Regions from separate parts of the Zea mays genome. Here region 1 is linked to region 2. A link is a contact called in public Hi-C data. All regions are on one chromosome and are shown on one strand. Each heading gives the region's core, a stretch centred on a gene start, on an enhancer-like site or on the middle of the called end of the contact. The rest is flanking DNA. Distances are from core to core; before and after follow the strand shown.

The links. A called contact is a pair of places that touch in the nucleus more often than the background predicts.
Region 1: a Hi-C map of leaf shows a contact between it and region 2, with 3 times the contacts expected there. The contact joins the promoter of LOC100194136 here to the promoter of LOC100382585 in region 2. A contact is called at or near these places in 2 of 25 Hi-C or Micro-C datasets (endosperm and leaf).

Annotation. Positions count from the first base shown.
Region 1 is chr8:172,888,890-172,894,962 of Zm-B73-REFERENCE-NAM-5.0, reverse strand. It overlaps LOC100194136 (NPL4 family), which reads right to left and starts at 2,669. Exons shown (of 2, transcript NM_001139188.2): 1 at 1,411-2,669. The coding sequence starts at 2,409.
Region 2 is chr8:172,710,382-172,717,058 of Zm-B73-REFERENCE-NAM-5.0, reverse strand. It overlaps LOC100382585, which reads right to left and starts at 4,161. Exons shown (of 2, transcript NM_001175315.1): 1 at 3,517-4,161. The coding sequence starts at 3,993.

The DNA.
Region 1 (6,073 bases), core at 1,420-3,919, 180 kb before region 2:
TATAGTGAATAAATATCACCAATTTTCCTTCTTTTCTACAAGTTTTTTTAAATATTCTAGGTCCTGGCAACCCCATTAATCTCAATGGAAGTATGGTACATCAGTATTGAAGAAGTTCATGACACCTTGTGATAATTAAGTAATTAACTGATAAGGTCATGTACGGCTCTACCACCCCCTCAAAACACTGCCGTTTTTTCAATAAAAGCACCAAAACATCAACGAACTATACATTCTTGAGGCATATAGATCACAAAATTATATCTCAGATAGCTTTTATGCAGACCACTCCCCGTACTATGTTCCTTGCAGAAGGGTTTTTAGTTTTTACACTCATTGAGGCCCTAGGGCCAAGCATATATGCTCATATTAAATGACAGAGCTCTTTCTTTTGGTTAAAAAGTGGGTACACTATTAATGAAACTGTAAATCAACTCTATTTGTGGATTATATATAGACTGTAAGCACATCTTCAGTAAAAAATGCCACGAAAGTTCATAAATCCAAATCCCATATGTCTAGATGACATTATAAGACTCATGCACAACATAACCACAATAAAGAAATCTGTTTAACTACTGTGTACTAGATTTTGTCACTTCAAATATCACACACAAGGAAGCATTCTTCATCCAACAAGGTAAACATGTCAAGTTACCGTAGCAGGGGCAGACCTAGACAGAAGCTCATGAAGGTACAGGAAACAAACTCACTCAAAAAATTGAAGCTAATGTAAAAGGGGGCAAACCCAGGGAAAGTATAAACCAAGGCAAACCATCTACCATCCTCCCATAAATGCAGAGAGACTGTTTCGAACACGCGACTTGGTGACTCAGTGAGATAGCTCTCACAACTGCATCAGTCCTGCCCTTCATTTTGAAGCTAATGTAATGAACAAATTTTCACCATGCTTAAGCTACCTAAATTTTTGCATACCATGAGGTGTACTCCCTCTCAAATTTTTCCTTAGGTCCAACCCTTTGTTCAAAGGGAAAAAATCCTATGGTTCAAGTCAAAAGTATGTGTGTCCAAAGGGGACAATCCTACAGTTTCATGGTCAAATATATAGTGTGTCAATTTACTACTCTTCTCTAAGGAAAAAAGTGTGACAAACTTGTGATTTACTGCACCCTAGTACAAATTCATATATCCTTGAACCTAAAAGATTAAAGCTTTAAGCCCAGATTAGGTGCCTTGTATCACCTCACCCACCCCCAGCTGGCTGTAAATAAAAAGGGTACTGGGAAATTTGACGAGAAAAAAGTAGCTCATTAACCAGCGGCAACCCTTCCTATTAATGGAAAAAACCAATTTTGCCATCGATTGGTAAACTTAGATGTAATCCTCTATTCATAATTTCATATGAACTATAAATTCCAAAGTACAAGAGAAGTGAGTAAAGGAAAATACCTGGTGATCAGAGATCTTGACGGGCACGAGGAAGAAGTCATTATCCACCTCCATAGTATCCTTCCCCCCAGCCACCACCTCTTTCCGCATCTTTGACAGACGGGGATCATCAGCATCCTGAACCTCAGTTTCCAGTACCCCATCCTTGAAGAGCTTGACACAAATCTCACTCATCTGGAAGGCCTCGAAGTGCACATCCCCGGTGCCGTCATCCCCCACCTCCAGTTTGACTATGGCGGTGACCCACTCCGGGATCCCGCCCTCAGCCTGCAGCTGGGCCGCCTGCACGACCTCCCGGTTGGACATGGTGTACTCACCAGTCTCGCTGGCCTTTCTCCCAACGGCCTGCGTGAACACGAGGCCGACCCGGCGCATCCCGAGCCCCTCGGCGATGGTATCGACGCGGGCCTCCTCGTCGGGGTCCCTCAAGAGGTGGACCACGTCCTCGGAGCCCTGCTGCGGCGGCTCATAGATAAAGTCGACGAAGACATCCTTGGTCTCTGCGTCGACGCGGCCGTAGAGGAAACCCGCCCGCTTGACGCCGAAGCCGAGGAACTCGGCGACGTAGAGCTGGAACGCGTTGGCGGCATCGCGGTCAAAAGAGGCGGCGGCGCAGAGCGCGTTCTCCTGGCGTGTGACGCGGATCTGGCGCGCGATAAGGTCATCCATGGTCATCTTTTTGCCGAAAGAGCCAGCGGCGGAAAGTGCCTTGGGCGGCGGCGGGCGGGCCGAGCGCGCGTCGGGCGGGTATGCGAGGTAGACGAAGGCGCCGTTGGCGAGGCGGAGCGAGGCAAGCGGCGCCGCCGAGTCGGTGAGGAGTGGGACAACGGCGGAGGGGTTAGGGAGCAGGAGGGCCGGGTCGAGGGAGAGGCGCTGGAGCGGGACGGGCACGGTGAGGTGCGACTCGATGAGGCGCTGCAGGTCGGCGACGGTGACTGAGGCCGAGTCTGGGACCGTGATGCGGTCCGTGCCGTCGCGGCTGCGGATACGGAGGATCATCGCGGCGGCGGCTCGAGCTTAGCTTCGGCCGTTGGGTTTTGCCGGGATTCGGGGGTGTGCAGTTGTGATTTATAGGTAGAATCGGGGTGGGGCAGAGAATCTGTTCGAGGAAGAAACGGGGCGAGGTGTGCAGGAAGGCGGAAGCCCGGCGGGGATGAGCCGGAGAGGGAAGAGCGGAGATGGTGGGTAGCGCTGGGAGGGGAAGGGACAGCGGTGTTTGGAAAGTGAAATAGAATGTCTCCGATAAACTCTCGACGTCATCTTCTGTTTCAAACTCCAAACATCGAACTAATCTACAGTATAACATAGGCCCTGTTTGTTTCAGATTATAATCTGGCCAGATTATATAATCCAGCGCAAATAATCTGGTGGGTAAACAAACATCTAGATTATAGGTCCAGATTATATAATCTAAAGCCCAGATTATTATAATCTCATAATCTCTTCAAGAGTAGCTTATTTCAGATTATTTTTGGTAAAAGACCCACTACCCATGGTTATGTGAATTGAAATTACGTTAATCTGCCATCCTCTTTTTCACCCGTCGGTATCTCAAAGTCCATCCTACCCTACCGCCTCGCACAAGTATCCGACGCCGCCTGCCTGGGAGTCCACATCGCCGCCTCCTGGAAAACTCCCGCCGCCTCCAGGAGACCATCCGACGCCGCCGCCGCTCCTGGGAGTGCACGCACACCGCCGCCTGGGAGTGCACGCACACCGCCGCCGCTCCTGCGTTAATCTGCCATCCTCCTGGGAGTGCACGCACACCGCCGCCGCTCCCCAGCGCCATCCCAGGTGTTCGCTCCCTAGCCCCAACGCAGGTGATAATTCCCCAGCCCCAACGCAGGAGAGCATCTGACGCGCTGACTGGTTGTCGTTCGGAGTTTCTTATTATCTAGAAATCATCATTCATGGCTTTTGTGCCTTGCTGGTAGGTGACGACGGGGCTTGTTGAGTGTTCTTCAAACCTGAACGTGTGGCTGCATATAGATTCAATTGAATACAGACCGGCCCAAGTTGCAGTTCTACATCCTGCCGCCCTCCGCATTGTCCAGCGTACCGGCTCCTCCATGGACAACCTCGACGCCGAGGAAAATTTGGCGGCGGCCTTAAAGTATAGGAGCACCTTGCGGCGAGGCTTGGATTTCAATGCGTTCCTGGAAGACGAAGAAAGTGCGGCAACTTCCCCGACACCGACGCCGGCTACGGATGGCGAGCTCGCAGGCACGGGAGGGCTCGGCACTACCACTGGCGTGCGGCGAGGGGGACACGACGTCGCAAGCGTTGGCAGGGGCCGCGGCCAGAACTACCCGAGGTCGTCGATCGACGTTGTCGAGGACGAGCGCAGGGCTGGGCGAGGACTCGCCACCGCTAGCGTTGGCATGGTGAGCGCTGGGCGCGGCCTCACCACCGCGAACCTCGGAATGGCGAGGGCTGGGCGTGGTGTCGCCACACAGGACGAAGCTATGGATCGTGTCACAGGTGTGCTGTAGATGTTCACAAGTTGTGTCATGTGTTACGTTTACCTGTTCCTGTTAACCCCACTTGTTTGTTCCAATATTGACAAGATATTATTTTGTAGATGTTATTTCCGGACGTGGAAAGCGGCCAGCACAAGGTTCGCAAGGGTCTGCTCGTTCTGTTCGTGGCCGCGGACGTGGGAGCGCATACAAGCCTCCACGATCTAATATAATTCATGATAACGATTCGCAACCCATCGAAGAGGAACAGCATGCTGAACCACTAATTGGAAACAATGTAAATTCCTTTCCTTTTTTCCTATTGTTCTAAACTTTGAGGAACAACATGCTGTACATGTTTTAAATTTCTAAACTTTACTTGCATACATGTTTTAAATTTTGAGTAGAATGAAGTTTATGACAAAGCAGCTTGGACTTTTGAGAACACTAGAGTATTTTGTGAAATCTGTATCCAAGAAATCAATGCTGGTAATAGGCCGAACGGCATCATGACTATCCGTGGTTACAACAACATAGCTGAAAAGTACAAGATAGCAACAGGGTTGCACCATTCAAGGCTTCAATTGAAGAATAAATTGGACTTACTGAAAGGTTTATATGGTTTTTGGTTGCAATTAAATGCAAATACTGGATTAGGATGGAATTCTGCATTTAAAACTGTGGATGCACCTGAGGACTATTGGAATCGTGTTACTAAGGTATCACTTATTTAATTTTGTACAATTACTTCATTTTATACAGTTATTGTAATGACATTGGATTAACCATTATTGTACGTGTGTGCAGGGCAACTCTCACTGGAAAAAACTGAAAAAAGGTCCTCCTGATCATGAAGAGCTGTTACAACAATTGTTTGGAGGCGTCGTTGTGGATGGCTCTGGTGCATGTGCTCCTGGTGAAGAGTTGGGTGCTGATGATGTGCCTGCAAACTATACTCCAGAACATGCTAACACATATATGTCTCCCCCCAGTACATCTGTGAGCAAGAGGCCCTCTCAACATCCAAATGCTAGTACTGCAACTAGTCCAAGGAAGCGCACTAAAAATCCAATGGTTAAAGTTATGCAGGGCATTCATGAGACCTTAAAGAATAATTGTAAAATTTCTGAGATGGACATGAGATTCACTTTCGTTGTTGCGGGATGGCCCGGATCGGTGCATGATATGAGAGTATTTAATGATGCTTTGCACAAGTATGACACCATCTTTCCTCATCCTCCACCAGGTATGATTATTTGTACACATGTTTTATTTTGAATTAAAAACTATGTTTTTTAAATTTTATGTTGGAAATAAAATTGTAGGAAAATTTTACCTCGTTGACTCTGGATATCCAAACCAGAAGGGTTATCTAGCTCCATACAAAGGTGTGAAATACCATTTGCCAGAGTTTAGAGCGGGACCACGGGCAAGTGGGAGAAAAGAGGTATTCAACCAATTACACTCCTCTCTTCGTAATCATATCGAGCGTTCCTTCGGTGTTTTGAAGATGAAATGGAGAATTTTACTGGATTTACCAAGCTATCCAATGCTGAAGCAGTCAAAAATAATACATGCATGTATGGCTCTACATAATTTCATTCGAGACAGCAAACTGACCGACGAAGAGTTTGATCGGTGCGATCGAGATGAGAACTATATGCCAATTCCTCCAACACAACAAGATAGTACAAGTCAATTGGGAGATGATGAGGGAGAGGTCGACATGAATAATATTCGAGATCAAATTGCAAATGCATTGTTTGCTAGGAGAATGTAATTTTATTTATAGATACTTTCTTGTGCATAAATAAGATGTACGAAAATGGCATCTATTTTTCGTATCTTCAAAATATTTGTATGAATCGATAGAATGACATATACCGGCAAAAAAGAAATCAAATAAAAAACAAGGGCATTGTTGACTTTGTGTGTTAATAACAATAATCTGCATTTGTATAATCCAGACTACCAAACAGCTATATATAGATTATAATCTAGACAGATTATAATCTGGATTATATGATCTAGATTATAATCTAGATTATATAATCTATAATCTGAAACAAACAGGCCCATAGTACTTTACACGGTTATTTATATGGCTAGATAACTTTACACTAAACTTCAGTTCTTTTCACGGTACGATATATGACTGATGGACTCAAATCGTTGAGCCAAACAGCCTCTACGGTCTAGGGTAG
Region 2 (6,677 bases), core at 2,912-5,411:
ATTGGTTCAGACGCTCTGTCTGACCATCTGACTGGGGGTGATAGGAGGAACTGAGGCGTAATTCCGTACCAGCCAGTTGGAACAGCTGACGCCAAAAGGCGCTGGTGAAGATGGGGTCTCTGTCAGATACAATGGCCGCTGGAAAACCATGGAGCCTGTATATGTGAGATAGGAACAGCTGCGCAACAGAGTGTGCTGTATATGGATGAGATAATGGAACAAAATGGCCAAATTTGGAGAACTTGTCAACAACAACAAGGATGCAGTCCCACGAGCCAGAACGAGGTAACCCTTCCACGAAATCCATGGAGATGGTGTGCCAGGCAGAGGGTGGAACAGGTAATGGTTGGAGCTTACCAGGATAAGCTGCCCTGTCAGGTTTGGCTTGCAGGCAAATCTGACATTGCTGCACAAATGAACGGACGAACGACTTCATATTCTTCCACGCAAATATGCTTTTGACACGGCTGTAGGTAACCGGCACACCAGAGTGACCACCGATCGGAGAGGAATGCAGTGCTGAAACAATCTTAGCCTGGAGGTGGGGATCCTCGCCTATCCAAAGACGGTTCTTGTAACGGATCAGACCATCCTTCAGTGAGAAGTGGGCAACAGCTGCTGGATCGATAGCTAGTTTAGCCACTAACTCTTTAGTCTTGCTGTCCGAATCGTAAGTCTGTTGGATATCAGTCAGCCATTGAGGGATAACAACAGAAACCGCATTGATTTCAGCAGGACCATAGCGCGAGAGGGCGTCAGCTGCCCGGTTTTCTGTCCCTGGACGATACTGCACTCTATATTGAAGGCCCAATAATTTGGTGAACACTTTGTGCTGCCAAGGAGTATGGAGACGTTGCTCATTTAATTGTGATAGACTTTTGTGGTCAGTTATAATCACGAATTTCTGGTGTTGAAGGTAAGCACGCCATTGTTGGACAGCTAGATACTCTTTTTCATAAGTCGAGAGACCACGAGATTTAACTCCAAGGGCCTTACTCAGGAATGCCAGAGGGTGACCTTGCTGTGAAAGAACAGCCCCTACACCATTGGCGCTGGCATCAGTTTCAATCTGAAATATGACATTAAAATCTGGTAGAGCCAACACCGGAGCCGATGACATCGCTTGTTTGAGAGTGCAGAATGCAGTATCATGATCAGCTGTCCAAACGTACAGAGCGCCCTTTTTTAACAGTGCTGTCAGGGGTTGGCAGATCACGCCGTAATGCCGTATGAATTTTCTGTAATATCCAGAGAGTCCTAGGAAGCTCCGCAATTCCTTCACACACTTGGGAACAGGCCATGCCACAATAGCTTGGATCTTTGCTGGGTCGGTAGCGACACCGGCTGAGCTGATAATGTGGCCTAAGTAAGTTACTTGGGGCTGAGCGAAACTGCACTTAGACATTTTAATCTTCCAGTGATCAGACGACAGCAGCTCGAATACTTGTTGTAGGTGAGTGAAGTGGTCTTGAAGGGAGCGGCTGTAGACTAAAATATCATCAAAGAACACAATAGTGCATTTACGAAGAAGAGGAGCCAAAGTATGATTCATGGCTTTTTGAAATGTGCCAGGCGCCCCAGTGAGACCGAATGCCATGACCCGGAATTCATAGTGTCCTGTGTGGGTTTGAAATGCTGTTTTGTACTCTTCCCCAGGCTTGAGCAATATTTGATGGAATCCAGCTCGCAAATCCAATATAGAGAACCAACAGGCGCCAGCTAGTTCATCCAATAATTCATCGATGATGGGAACTGGGTACTTAGATTTAACTGTGAGGGCATTCAAGTGCCTATAATCGACACAGAACCTCCATGAATTGTCCTTTTTCTTGACCATGAGGACAGGCGAGGAAAAGGCACTGGAACTGTTTTGAATTATGCCATTTTGAAGCATTTCAGCCACTTGGGATTCCACTTCGTCCTTCAGTGCAGGGGACAACCGATAAGGTCGTATATTAACTGGGCGAGCACCATCCACTAATGGAATGGAGTGATCACATGCACGGCTCGGTGGCAACGTTGTAGGAGGTTGAAACAAGGCATCAAACTGTTGCAGCAAGGAACGAACCGGCTCAGGAACAGCAGAAGTCGTGGCTGAAAATAAATGTTGTGGTGTCGATGTCGAGGACACGGAACGGATTTCCAACAACGAACCAGCAGGAACCAATGACTGACAATCACGCAGGACAATAAGCTGATCTTGAAATGGTATAGACAGCCATTTGTTCTTCCAATCTATCAACATTGGGCTGAACTGCTGTAGCCAATCCATACCAAGGATTGCGTCATAGTGAGGTAAGGACAGTAACTTGAATGTTGTGCGAAACGGGACACCCTGTAAAGTCCAGTCTGCTTCCACCAGCTCTGAAGTGCATGTAAGGACCTCACCATTGGCTACGGTGACCATTAGCGGAGTCGACACAAGAGTAAGGCCAGTGATTGCCGCAACGCTGTTGGTGTTCAGAAAACAATGTGAACTGCCAGAGTCAAGAAGCATCAACAATTCCACGCCTTGCAAACAGCCTTGAAGTCTGAATGCTTGGGCCTTGGCTGGGGTTGAAATGGCTGCCTGGGACAACATTACTGCGAACTGGTCTGATGAATCTTGGAAATCAGGATCAGTATCTGACTGGTCATGATCAAAGAGTTCCCACATCTCTTGGACTGCATGTAGTTGAACAGTTGGAGAACATTTATGGCCCTTGTTCCACTTTTCAGCACAATACTGGCATAATCCACTGGCACGCCGATATGAACGAAGAGAAGCCACTTTGGAATCAATTGTTGGCGCTGGCTGAGTTGGAGTTTTGGAGGATTCTGGAGCCAAACCGCGCGATGGATCCCAGCGAGCAGACTGTGGAACAGCCGACTTCCACGACGAACGGCCAGCATAAGATGAATCGCCATGAACAGGATCCGGACGCCGAGACGAGTCCCCAGCTTCCTGCAATAAAGCCAAGGAGCAGGCAGTATCGAGATCGCCAGGACGTTGTACAAGAATCACAGATTTGATGTCATCCCTCAACCCATCAATGAATTTCATGGTATAGTATAACGGGTCTGTTGTGTGTTCATATGTGACTAACAAATCAACTAACTCTGAAAAACGATCAACATAGTCTTGGACTGTGGAGGTCTGCTTAATGTGGAAGAGTTTGCGAATAACAAGTTCGTGTTGCTCCCTGCCGAACCTATCATGGATAGCTTGACAAAATTGGCGCCATGACATGGACGGAAGACGCGGTTCAATGGACTGTAACCATCGAGCCGCAGCACCCACAAAGTGCATGGTGGAGACCTTAACCCAGACAAAAGTCTCAGTAGCATACATCTCAAAGTAATCTTCGCAACGCTTTTGCCAGAGCTTAGGGTAGGTACCATCAAACGTAGGGAAATTTAATTTAGGTAACCCCCCACAGTGACGGCTAAGTGGGCCACGCTGACCCCAATCACCCTGACTATGGCCACAATGAGCGTTGAATGAAAATGAGGGCGAGTGAGGGGAGCTCCACATACCCGTGACCGGGTAGTGAGCGTCGGCACCGGGGTGCACGTGCCCACTATCCCGGTAGTAATTCTCGAAGCAGGACCCAAAACGTGGGCGATCTGGAGGTTCTTCAGGAGCAGGGACCCTTCCGGATCCAGACCCGTGCGCACCGAGGAGACCGGGTTGTCCAGATCCATCCACACGGGCGTCGGTGGACCAGCGGATCCCCATCTTGGAGACCTCGGCGCGGATCGAATCGACGGAGGAGTGGAGGGACTCGACCGATGCCTCCACGCGAGGGCGCCACAGCTCGAAGACGTGCATAGTCGATTGGAGGGCGGCGACGCGAGTTTTGACGTCAGCTTCGATCTGGTGGAGGTGATCGGCGGCTGAGGAGAACTGGATCTCCACATCCGCACGGAGGTCGGTGGTGACGGAATCCAGGCGGCGGCTGGATGCAGAGACCTGAGATTCAAGCTCTCCGACACGGGATTCCCACTTGACATCCATGGCGGACAACCGTTTGTCCAACTCGGACAACAGGGAGCGGGTTTGGTGTTCGAGGGCGAGCGTGAGGGCTGAATCGATGGGTGGAGAAGCCATGGCGGACGGCCAAGGAAAGGTGTCTTTGATACCACTCTGTTAGCAACCTGGAAGGAGGAGGAGAAGAATAGGAGAACCAGAGGAGTTCTATTCCAGGATACTAAGTTTTCCTTACAAAATGCATACCGTCTCTTTCGGCTACGCTAGTACTTAAGACAGCCACTTACGCACGGGAGCACGCAGGCTCAGACCCAACACCAATATGCCGACTCACTGCACCCACTCTGGTCCTTGCTGACGGACGTTGGCGCGACAGACACGGCGTGTGCGGACAACTGGAGCTGCTTCCGGTTCGCCGTTTGGTACGCCTCGGCTGACTGTAGGGGAATCCATACTCTCATTGTTGACACTATTCGATATTTGAATGTACGTGTGTTGTTGGTGTAAATACAAGGGTTAATTATATGATGCAAAAACTAGTGCACCAGATACAAAAATCCAATGTGATGTAAATGTAATAGGAAGCCAATTGAGGTCGCGACGAATGTGGAGGAAGCCAGTTGAGGTCCAAGTTATCATGTCTGCCTGTCTGTTGTTTGGTTCTGTGTACTACTCAACTTTAATCTCAATCACATCGGATATTTGATGCTAGTTAGAATAGAGATGAAAACGGGTATCCGAACAATTAGACCAAATCTATATTTTAATATATATATATATATATATATATATATGATATTTGATGCTAACATTGTTACGGCGTTAGTTAGCATCGGTCTAATTCACGGTTGCAAAAGATCTTCATTCGCTGGCACACGCCACACGCGGCCACGCCTCTCACCGGCTCACCGCCAGCCACCACCCACCCCACCCCCTGCATGCAAGCAAATATACAGGAATAAAACTACGACTATACTACACAAGCGAAGACTGCGAAGTCCACATCACTGCCCCCTGACGCACCCCGCTGAAGGTCAATTGGCCACACGCACGCACGTACAGGTACAACTCAGTCAGCCGATCTCGAGGGCTCGGCAAGCAGGGAAGGAGACTGGATTCTGGACCGGACGGTCACGCCTGCCACCGTCAAGCGCAGGCTTTATGCGCACATCAACCTCCCCGGAAGGAGTCGGCACTCGGCAGGTCACCTGGACTTGCCGCGCGCGCGCACGTCATGGTCCGGCCGTCCCTCCCCACCCCGCCTGAATTGACTGGCCGATCGAAGGAGACGTGCAGTTGCGCGGCGTACGTACCAGCCCATGCCACCATTTGGCACGGCCACACCCACACACGGGCTACTACGCGCCGCGCGACACGCAAACGGCTAAGGACTAAGTTATGCCCGTTATCTGTGAGCAAGATATGCACAGAACCTGCGTGTCGCCGCCCTAATACAGTGTACCGATTTTTTTGATTGCGATACAGTGTAGCAATTACTACCAATTATACCTTGAGTGTCCGGTTAATAACGGTGGTCCGCCGCCGCGGACGTACACGCTCTCACATGGTGGCGGCATGGCGTCGAACGATAGCGCCGGCTCCATGATTTGGCGGCGCCCCGCCGTGTTTTCCAGGGAAGGGAACAGACGGGAAAGAGAGAGGCTGTAGGTGGTGGCAGCAGCAGCAGCAATCGATGCCCCTTTTTCTCAGCGTACTATTCCTCTTTTATAAAGCGCACACGACTACCGAAAATTAGTTTTTGAATTTGTTATCAATAATTTGACTAGTATTTATAGTTAATACAATATAAAATTGGTATAGTTAGATTTGTAATCAAACATACTATCCATTATTATAGATTTATAAATATAAAAAAATGATATGGAATAAATGGTTGTTCAATAATTTAGGAGACAAAACTATGTTAAATAAAAAGAACAGAGAGCGAGCAATATAAGATCATATCTAGGCTCTTGGACCTTCATGTGCAGCTTATGATTGGTCCATGGATGATGGGTGGCGAATATGAATCGGAAATCAATCGATCGGTGCATTCAATCAGAGCGGCGTGTAGTTTCTTTTTCTTTAACTAGCATCGTTGCAATAATAATAAAAAACTAGAACGCAATAACTGGCCTTATAGGAGTCGACAAGATTGCTAAAAGCACCCAGTGATGGATCTAGCCTTAGCTTAGCCAAGCCTATCCAAGCTTATCAAGCCGTTATTTGTGTTATTTTAATTGAAAAAGTTCAGCCTGATTCACGAACCATCCCATGGGCTTGAATTGAAGCCGGCACTGTCATATGCACTCACATGAAGGCCTTCTCCCACCACCCCCACATTCATCACCTATTCACCTTATCTATAATTTCTATTCGACCAACTTCAGAAAGATTTTAAAAGTTTCCCCAAAAATTAGTTATTACAGGTGAGCTAAATTTTTTTAAGGGTGAATTATCATATGTACTCCAACAGTTAGAGATGGTCGAATACCCGCTCTTAGAATCACAGTGTATAATGATTTAGAAATAGTATATGGTCGAGCTATTGTGTGAGGTTGTGATGAGTATATAATGAAATATATGATGAAACCACATATTAGTTCCTTTTTTATTTATCATGTTTTAATTTATCAGATACAAATATTCAAGAACTAAGATAATACTCCTAAACTTGTTTTTTTTTTGAAGAACCAGGAGGGGGAGG